2 separate regions of the Pan troglodytes genome follow, and region 2 is linked to region 1. Evidence: chromatin contacts called from public Hi-C data. All regions are on one chromosome and are shown on one strand. Each heading gives the region's core, a stretch centred on a gene start, on an enhancer-like site or on the middle of the called end of the contact. The rest is flanking DNA. Distances are from core to core; before and after follow the strand shown. Region 1 has its middle 64 kb from the start of CSRNP3. Region 2 overlaps GALNT3 (polypeptide N-acetylgalactosaminyltransferase 3).

The links. Hi-C and Micro-C count contacts between places; a contact is called where the count stands out from the background.
Region 2: a contact with region 1 is called in a Hi-C map of induced pluripotent stem cells, with 1.8 times the contacts expected there. The contact joins two enhancer-like sites. A contact is called at or near these places in 2 of 7 Hi-C or Micro-C datasets (induced pluripotent stem cells and stem cell-derived neural progenitor cells) and 1 of 1 other capture datasets (stem cell-derived neural stem cells).

What each region holds. Positions count from the first base shown.
Region 1 is chr13:67,430,816-67,435,739 of NHGRI_mPanTro3-v2.0_pri, forward strand. No RefSeq gene overlaps it. Among named protein-coding and RNA genes, the nearest start is that of CSRNP3, 64 kb to the right of the region's middle. Within about 2 kb of position 3,271, at least 2 of the 24 cell types and tissues checked have an H3K27ac peak or open chromatin away from gene starts, as enhancers often do. A contact at or near this core is called in induced pluripotent stem cells and stem cell-derived neural stem cells, where this site is marked.
Region 2 is chr13:67,714,231-67,719,074 of NHGRI_mPanTro3-v2.0_pri, forward strand. The region is part of intron 14 of GALNT3 (polypeptide N-acetylgalactosaminyltransferase 3); the gene reads right to left. Among named protein-coding and RNA genes, the nearest start is that of GALNT3, 97 kb to the right of the region's middle. Within about 2 kb of position 3,066, at least 14 of the 24 cell types and tissues checked have an H3K27ac peak or open chromatin away from gene starts, as enhancers often do. A contact at or near this core is called in induced pluripotent stem cells and stem cell-derived neural stem cells, where this site is marked.

The sequences.
Region 1 (4,924 bases), core at 2,021-4,520:
TTGAGCTCAGGGAAGACCTAAACCCTCTTTTAAAAGGCTTATTTGATTTGGTCAGGCTATCCAGTATAATCTCCTTTAGACTGACTCAAAATCAAACTGTTTCAGCACCTTAATTACATTTGCAAAATCCCTTCACTTTTGTCGTATTCTATCAGCTGGAAGCAAGTCGCACATTCTGCCCACATTCAAGTGGAGGGGAGTATAAGAGTGTGGTGGTCTAAGGTGAGTCGGCCACATGTAAAGATAGCTGGATTAGACGAAACTGGTCTAAGGTGAGTCGGCCACATGTAAAGATAGCTGGATTAGACGAAACCTGACTATCCTAATCAAAATTGTAATGGCTACACAGGACAAGCCAGGAAGAAAGCATCTTCTGCAACGCTCCCCTCATTATAGAGCAACGAGGCTTCTTTCTGTCCAGTGGCTACAAATATCACCCAAGCAACGAGTATTACCAGTCATCATACTTTATGCCTTCACACTAGCATACTCATTCATGTGTACTACAAATAAACTTATCTTTCCCCATCAGACAATGCCCTAAGCATTGAAAGTTAAAATGGTTTTTATCCATTTATGTATTCATTATTTGTGCCAGTACAGGGAACGTTTGGGTTAGAAGCATGCAGCCTGATTTTAAAAATTGAAATTAAATTTCTACCAGTACCTTAGTAGGAAAATCAAGTCGAAGTTATCTAGTCATAGTTTTGGCATGTCTCTTTTATTCAGGATATGAGGAATTGCTGGAGCTTTTTTCTTTTTTGCAGTTTATCCTATTAAACACACACACACACACACACACACACACAGAGCACAGTAAGTTAATTCCTACACCACTTAACTTTGCACATAACTGTTTTCTCAAGAAGGCACTGAAGTGAGCTGGCAACCATATATTAGTTACTGCGTTAGTGAAGAACGGTGGCTACTCCATACAATCCCAAGCATGGAAAGTCAGAACTTTGAAGAAAAAAAATCAAAAAAGCAAAACATAAAACTGAATTAAATTTAAGCCACAAAGCAATAAGGAAAAGTAACAAGTAAAAGAACATTCTTAAAAACAACGTTAAGCTTAAAGAGCCTTATGTGAGGCAGTAAAGATATTGCAGATATAGACATTGGAGAGAGCTTGCAAAAGTAACATTGCTGGAGGTTGGTTTTAAATCCTGCCTGCATGGTCTTGCATAATTTGTTAGTCCTGGGAGGGATGCACAACATTTGGAATAACCATTTGAAATGAAATTTAACTCTTACTTGTGGATCATTTGTAATAATGATTTAATGTGTTACCAGAAATGATAAAGTGACCAAGTCAATCAATCAGTGTTTGCTTAAGGCCAGTTACATGTCCGGTGTAATGCTAGACTGCAAAATATGGAGAAAGGGGTCCTTTCTCAATATTGAATGCTAGACTTTCTGCCAGAGACCAGAATTTGGTATGAACTAGTAATGAAGGTGTCAGAATATTGAAGAAGTCTTATCATCAAACACAAACCAATGAACATTTAAGTGTCCCATGGCACAATGACTTGTCACAAACGCTCTGTTGTATATTAAAATTTGAGTTTTTGTCTTTATACAAGTGAGAGAGCATCTGGGAATCTAAAGTGGTCACCTTTGGGATGGTCACTAACCAGAGAGACATCATTGCTTCTTGGCTCCTTTGGAAGCCTTCAATGCCAGTTACTCATGAATAATCAGCCATTTGTGTCAAAATAGGGAGGATACCAATGTATTGTTCCACCATGCCCATGCATAGAATAGTACCAAACATATAGCATGTATTCATTAAATATTGCTGCAAAGTTGAGGGAGTGAAAATCTGTTTATGAGCTTTCTGAAGTGTTTGGGACAACTTGGACTTTGTAGCAGTTTGTGCAGCCCTCATGCCTTTCCCATTAGAACTTTTCTCTGCCCCAAATCTCATAGCAGGGGCAGTCAGCAGACATCCTTCCACTGTGTGACTGCACCTTACTGCTCACAGTTGATTGCAGCAGGGATGAAGACTGGACCCAAGCTGGTCAATCAGATTCTGTTCCTTAACTGTTTGAACTAAAGACACAGAGACTGGGAATTGCAAGTTTAACTATGTAATAGCAGAGTTGAAAAAGCCTCTGTTTTTCCTGAGACCTGGTTCTTCAACGTTTCTTTGGATTCTGTGAAGTATCTCTGCTACAAATCCTTTTTTTCATTCTTTTTTTTGTTTGTTTGCTTGGGTTTCTTTGAAAATTTTATTAATTTTCACCAAAGATGCCTCAAATAAGACCACTGACATGCTTTTGGAAAGTGCTGGAGACTGAAGAAAGAAATGTGAGACATCTGTGCATGAATCAGCTTGTTTCTGTACTTTTCTCACTTCAAGCATAAAAATCTCTCAAACTTTAAGCTTTTAAGACATTGCAGTCTCCCCAGGAGGAAGCAATTCTAAACTCAGACAAATTTATTTTCTGAGAACTGGTTTTGTATAAATTCATTCAACCACTTACAACAGTGCCCCACCTGAATATGAAAAGACCACAACATAAAATTTTCCATAAAAATAGGTTAAGGTAAAAGAAAGTGATGAGCGTATTGTAAGGCTCATGAAGAGATTTAGTAGCACTGATCATTTTGTTGAGCATTCAATATGTTTTCTATGTATAAGTCATAGTTTATAAACTCATTCTAGTTTGTTCAAAGATACAACAAAGATACATAACATTAAATGAACATATACATAGATTTTTAAAAATATGTTAATTGTACCATTTTTTGATTTTTCACAATACTTAAACCCTGAGGACCACAAAGAAGAAAGGGTTGCAAAATATCATTTTTTAAACTTTTTATTGAACCACATTATTTGTAAATTTCTATAACACCTTTTAAAAATGATATCTGAGACTACTTTTTACTTTTGTTTTCTTAGATATTTTTCATTTTACTTTTAAACATACTTAAAATATAAAAGACATATTTTAAAGTATAAAAGACATATATTTAAAGTATAACCTATGATAAAATTAACCTGCTTTAGAGAGTATATAATTGAATTGATTATATATGGCTAATTTTTGTTCTTCCTTGCTGAAAAAAAAACGTAACTTGCAGCAGGCTAGAGAGGATAATTTAAAACTAACTGTTTGTTTTGGTGTTTTGAGTTATTACCATATTTGGTATTTAGCCATTGAGATAACAATTAATAATATAACAGAAGCACATCCAGCCCACTGTGTTGCTGTGGGTCACAGGGGTCTGTCTCTGTTATTGCTTTGCTCTCAGTGTTAACAGCACTCCCTGTGGTTAGGGCTCAGCCTGACCCTACAAGTCTTTTTCTGACTGCTTGTAGCTCAGCACAGAGGAGTGATTAAAATCTCCGCTTGTCACTCATCTCTTATGCCAAATTCAGTAGCGAAAGGTGGCAGCATATACTTAAACTGGCAATGAGGCCAAACTTAAGAGTCTGAGATCTTGTCACTCTTAGGTCATCATCTGGGTATGCAGATGGTGATCACTGCAGCTTAAAGGCTGAGGAGGCAGAGTCCTGTGGTGAAGCTTGACTTCCGGCTATGAATAGGTAAGGGGAGCTCTGTCAATTAGATAATGTGAAACATGGTGGGAAAACACTGTTGCTTAAACAATCTAGGTCTGACATTATGTCCTCTGGGTAGCCTTCCTGGTGTCTCGTTTCCCAAAACCTCAGCTAATGACATCCATTTCTTGCATTCCTGATGCTGCCCTTTGGCCAGAATGTTTAGCCCACATGGTCCTCTTGCTGTATGCATTTTACTTGAGATGTGCAGGAAAAACATTGTGGATGGTGGATGGAAAAAAGGAGAAAGAGAGAGGCCTTTGATGGGGAAAGCTTAAGCTGGTGAGAAGAAAAAAGTTTTGAGAAGAGGAAGAAACACAGAGTGACTTTTACCACCAAAGGAAAAAAAGCTTGAGTATCAGTCTATAATCTTTTATCTTTCTGAGGAGAATCACTGGTTACCACTGTAAGCTTTCATAGAATAAGTCCCCTATGAGTTCTCTCTCCACTATATTCTTTGAGATTCTTCTTTCACAATTATCTCTACCCCTCACCTAGAAATAATAGTATTATTATTACATATTAAATTATATTCCAATATATAACAATACTTTTGTTATATTTATTATTATTATTGCAAACTTGAATTTCACTGTCAGACACTCTTCCAAGTAATTTGCCTCATTTACCTCTCCCATAAAAAAATAAGTATAATAATTTCTACATTTCAATTGGAGAAACTGAGGCACATGAAATTGGGTAACTTGCTTAACTGCACAGAATTGAGTGGCAGAGCCAGGATTTGAACCTATGCACTGTGACTCAAGTGTGTGCCCACCGAAATGTGCCGCACATGTCAGTCTGACTCAACTCCATTTTATTCTAGCAATTTCTTAACTCACTCAATGGTTTTGACAAAACAGCAGGTCAAAGTACTCCTGAAGCTTTTTCCCTCTCCAAAAATGTGAACAGCCAACATTTCCACCAGGTTAAACTATCCCAGGGAAAAAAAAAATTGTCATTTTTGCCAAGTGTCTTTACAACTGTTTGAACTTTTTTGAGGATTTGGGAACAAGAAATAAGATGGGTTGAATGAATGTAACAATAGAGGCTTGTTTCTGGATTTATTCAATGATTAGTTCAGCAAGTATTTGGATAAGCACTTGTTTTGTATCCTAGAGACTGAGGATTACCCATGAACAAGTTGTTCCTTCATTTGGGCTTGTCTGCTCCCAAATCCAGACTGTTTCCTGGAGGCTGTCTATTAAAAATAATTTTTGAGGCAAGTCTGTAAGAGCAAATTGTAAATAAAAACTAAAATATCTGGCTGCCTATGGTGGCTCACACCCATAATCCCAACACTTTGGGAGGCCAAGCAGGGATGATTGCTTGAGCTTAGTAGTTCAAGACCAG
Region 2 (4,844 bases), core at 1,816-4,315, 280 kb after region 1:
ATATTTGCTTTCTTATTTTTTGTTTGTTTGTTGCTGGCAAAAAAAAAAAAGTAACTTTAAAAACTCAGAAAAGTCACTGAACTGTATTTTGTGACGTTATGATTAGTTTTATCTTTCTACTGATTTTTATTGTTACTTTTACTCAATATCAACAGCACTTCAATAGATATTTATTAGTTATGTTCAATCTAATGACTTAAAACAGTTGAAAAGGAGGAAAATCAACTCCAGTCCACACATACAGTCATGTTACACTAAGATGTCATGTTGTATGTCACACAGTTTCTAGATTGATTTCTCTTGTGTATAAGTTATAACATCAAAAATGCCAAAGGGTATATAAAATAAGCTACAATAATATTCAACAGAACCTAACCTGGACCTTATGTTGTAATAATTTATTCATATTAGCTGTAGTCTTCTGTATTTATATTTTCAGTATTTATTATGAATGACATGGAAATTCGTGTATTTATTGTGGCTTTTTATTGCAGTGTGTATATATATATAACAAATAAGCATTTTTAAGTCTTATCCTTAAGTTTCTTTTATTAGTGGCACTTGTATTATGCTGTACTTTTTATTACATATTGTACAATATCTTGTCCATTTGTTTGCAGCAGAGTAAAACCGGTTTCTAAGTTGTATCTACTGTTGCATTTCTGTTGCCTGTTGTGTAAAACCTTTGTTCTTACATCCTGAACTGCAATCCGTTATGCTGTCCCAGCACACACAAGGATACCTCCCTTCCACTGTGTAACAGATAATATTCTTGAAAAGTTGTGTGTGAAGTCAGTTCCTGTGAAATGGTTCATTACATTGTCATTTCAAATATGTGTTAACTTTATTGGGATTTATCCCTAAGTGAAGATGCTTATAGCACTTTACTTTCTCAGCTATTCAACCCCTTCATCAAGTGATGATGTGTAAACAAACACAAGGGCCAGAGGAGAACTCTTTATATAAATGAAATTTGGAGGCTATTTTTACAAGGACAAATTCAATCTCTTGTAAGTAGCATCCTTTCACTTAACTGCTTAGTAGTACTTTTGTTTTGCTTTGCTTAAAGCAGAATCTGTGTGATTTGATGTTTAGAATATATGCGTGTACATGGTACGTATATGTGCCCATCTGTTTAAAGCTACTGGCTTAAGGTAACTAAAACTTAACTTTTATTGGCAGTAGGATGAAGGAAAAAAAAATGCGTTTTTTTAAATCTCCTATCATACCCAAGACACTTTCTTCCAACAACTTGTTTTATGTTTAGAGACTGGATCTACATTTTTAAAAGCAAATAATAATATGTGATTTTGTGATCATCCTAAAACTCAAATTTGAACATGTTATTCACTGAATTAAACATATTTTGTGGTGTTTCCTCCTCACTGCCAACAAAACAAAATTCAAACTCCTTGGAATGCCTCAAAAGGTCGCCTGAGATCTGGGTACAAGCTCTCCCTTTACTTCCCACGTCTTCTGCTGCCCACAAGAGCGGTTCCTTAGATTTCACCTGCTAGTCCATTTTCCCTGCTTCTGTTCAGCTTGTCTCTTCTGCCAAGAATATACACCCCATAAACCTATCCCGACAGCACAATTCTAGTGACCATCTATTTATTTTTCAAGAGAAAACACAAATATTCTTTCCGTTATGTTGCCCTTCCAATACTCCTGAAAATCGTTTGCCTGTTGTTTTACGCAAAGCAGACATGTATTAGAGCCCCTTCGAGTCTCACTGCACTAGCTTATTTATGCATCTACTCCCCCTCAGTACTTCCTGAGAACAGAAAACACTTCTCATTACTCTCTGTCTTCTCAGCATTCAGCTTAGTGTTTAAAACATGGTAGAGACTTAAAATACATTTACTGATGTATGCAAAGTACAAAAATGAGTGATGCAAAGTCCACTCCTGTATAGGAGTTCAGATGACGGAAAGATGGTTGGCTGAAACAGTGGAAAAGGTGTCAGATTCAGAGAGAGGGAGAATTTCAGCTAGCAGGGTTACCCCCAGAGTCCACATTATGGAACAATTTGAGGAAAGGCTGATCAGAACAACGTCACTCTTCTGGTGGGGGCAGAAGGACCTGGTTAAGAACAGATAATTTACTATCAAGAACAAATGACAAATCAGGTTAGGAGAGTGCATTTAGACAGTGCAAAGCTTTGAAGATCAACCCAAGGAATCTGGCTTATATCCTTAGGGAAATAAGGATATTTCCTTCAGGAAATCCTGAAGATTTTAGAAAAGGAAAATCAATCAAATAAGAGTGATTTGCAGTATGGAATATCAGTGTGGCTACAGTGCACAGACAGTTTGGGAGGATGGAAATGCCAGAGTAAAAATCTTTGCAGTAGCTATTGCAGTCAGTATTCATTAGAAAAAATAAGAGTTAAGAACCTACTCTGATGTAGGATACTGTGCAAGAATGTGCTACAATGAGGAGGGAGTGGGGGAAAAGACAGGCAGAGTCCCTCTAGACAAGCAAGTAGAAAGATGTGGGTAATTACAGCAGAGAAAAAGTCAGCTATTTGAAAGCCTATTACGATGTGAGAGATTAAAGGTAACAAAATAATTATGAGCCTAAAATACCATAGGTGGAATATGGGGAAGGACATAAGAAGATAAATATCATCAACATAAATTAGAATGTTATAAGGAGGAAGAGATGTGTTCATTTTGGACAGCTTGAATTGATGCTGGGATACTCAGTGAAAATAACAAATGGACAGAAGGAAATGTAAGTCTAGAGCTTAGACAAAGACGTAAGATTTGGAGCGAATGAGAATTTTAAGAAGAGAATATATATATATATATGGAACTAAATAACAGAGAGGACTGAAGCTTTAGAAAGGCTAGTGTTTCAGGTTGTGTTTGCTGTAAGCACACAATTCTGAGATGGAGTTTAGCATGCAGGATTTCCATGAGGAATCAATTCTTGTGGGAGCTAGCGGGAGGAAGCAGATTAGGAAAAGACAGAAATCAGGCTGTGATGCGGACCGACCACACTGGAGTGCTCTAGAGGATAAGAGAGCCTCTGAGTCATCCCCTCGCGGGCTGAAATGGCTGGGCCTTTATAGCCACGCCACAGTCAGTCTCTGGATGTCTTCCACCCTAGAAAGGGAGTGCTCTCAGATGAGTTGGCACCCTGCAGTGAGGAGAAAGCCTGAAAAGAGCTGAGAGCTGGAGGATGTTTTTCTGACAGCGCTCTTAGGACCTGGGACAAGTCCTTCCTTGAAAGGGAATTTTTGAAAGTAAAACAGCTCTGTGTCTTCTACATCCATCCCTCAGGTCCTCAGATTCATGTCATCACTTAAATTTCAGGGAACAGCTCCTTCAGGATTCTGGTGGGCCTCTCTCCCTGGGGAAAACTTAAAGGAGCAAGGTTAGTAAAATAAATTACAGTTCCTGCCACTCTGGCTGGTCCTAAAGCCACAACTAAAACTGACCATCTCCCTCTCTATTAATTCTACATTCTTCTCAGCTTCAGCAAACACAGTTGCTAGCCTCAATGGCTTACTTGGTGGTGTGACCCAGAGCCAAAAGCCACCTAAGTGAATATTACTTCCTGCTCCTATTATGTAACAGTAGGCCCATCTCTTCCTGAGGATCAAGGTCAAATACCTCTACCAAGATGGTGAGGTATTTTTTCTCCTTGCCTAAAAATCCTAGGATGTAGCAATAGCTTAAGTCCAATGGGACTCTTTAGTCCCCTGATAAAAATGTGACCTCTTTGGGGACTAGGACCTTTAAGACTGCAAAGACATTTAACCCTATAGAGTTGTGGAATAGGAAGCACAGTTTTCTCCAGTGGGTCATGTTAAGTAGAGACATTCCTGCTTCCACCCAGTAGAGTTTGCACCCATGTGTTCTTCCTATGGGGGACATATTATTATGTAAAGGTTTTTTATTCAATCTTTATACTGGATCCTGGAGGATAGTAACCAATTCATGCGGAACATCATCTCCAAACTTGCACTTCAACTGCACCTTCTACAGGCCAGTCAACGCTCTGTCAGGCCGGGAGCTTTGAAGTCTATGATATGATCAGTGGGTCTCATGGTCATGTGCCCATGCTCTGATATGATGTTATGTGGGATCCCATGTGAGCAGATCAAATATACTGTTAGTCCTTGAATAACGGTGTTTGCCAAGGCCCTGCAGGTAAGAATGGCAAACTTATACTTGGAATATAAGTCTATTTTTATTTAAAACAAACAACAAATAAAAACACAAAAAATCTCTGGCCCTTTTAAGATGGAAGGGGCCCAATGTAATCAATCTGCCAACAAGTGTCTGGTTAGGCTCCAGAAGAATAGTGCCATATGGAGGGCTCAGCATCAGTCTCTGTTGCTGGCAGACTGTACATTTGGCAGCAGCAGGAGCTTTATCAGTCTTGGTAAGTGGCAGGCCATGCTCATGGACCCAAGAAGAGCCTTCGTGGCTCCCACTGCCACCCAATCCATGTACCTATCACAGCAGCCCTGGAGTAGCCAATAACTGAGGCTGGCTGCTTGCTGCCAACTGGCCAAGTTATTCTGTCTATATCAATACTATCAAAAAATATATATAATGTGAGCTACAAATGTGAGCTGCATATGTAATTTTAAGTGTTCTCATAGCCAACTTAAAAAGAGTTAACAAAAAGATAAAATTAATTTAATAATATATTTCACTTAACCCAATATATAAAAAATTTCAACATGTAATCAATATAAATATTATTAGTAATATTTTACATTCTTTTTGGAAGACTAAGTCTTTGAAATCCAGTGTGAATTTTGCAATTACAGCACATTTCAATTTGGAGTAGCCACGTGTGGCTAGTGCATACAATATTGGACAACG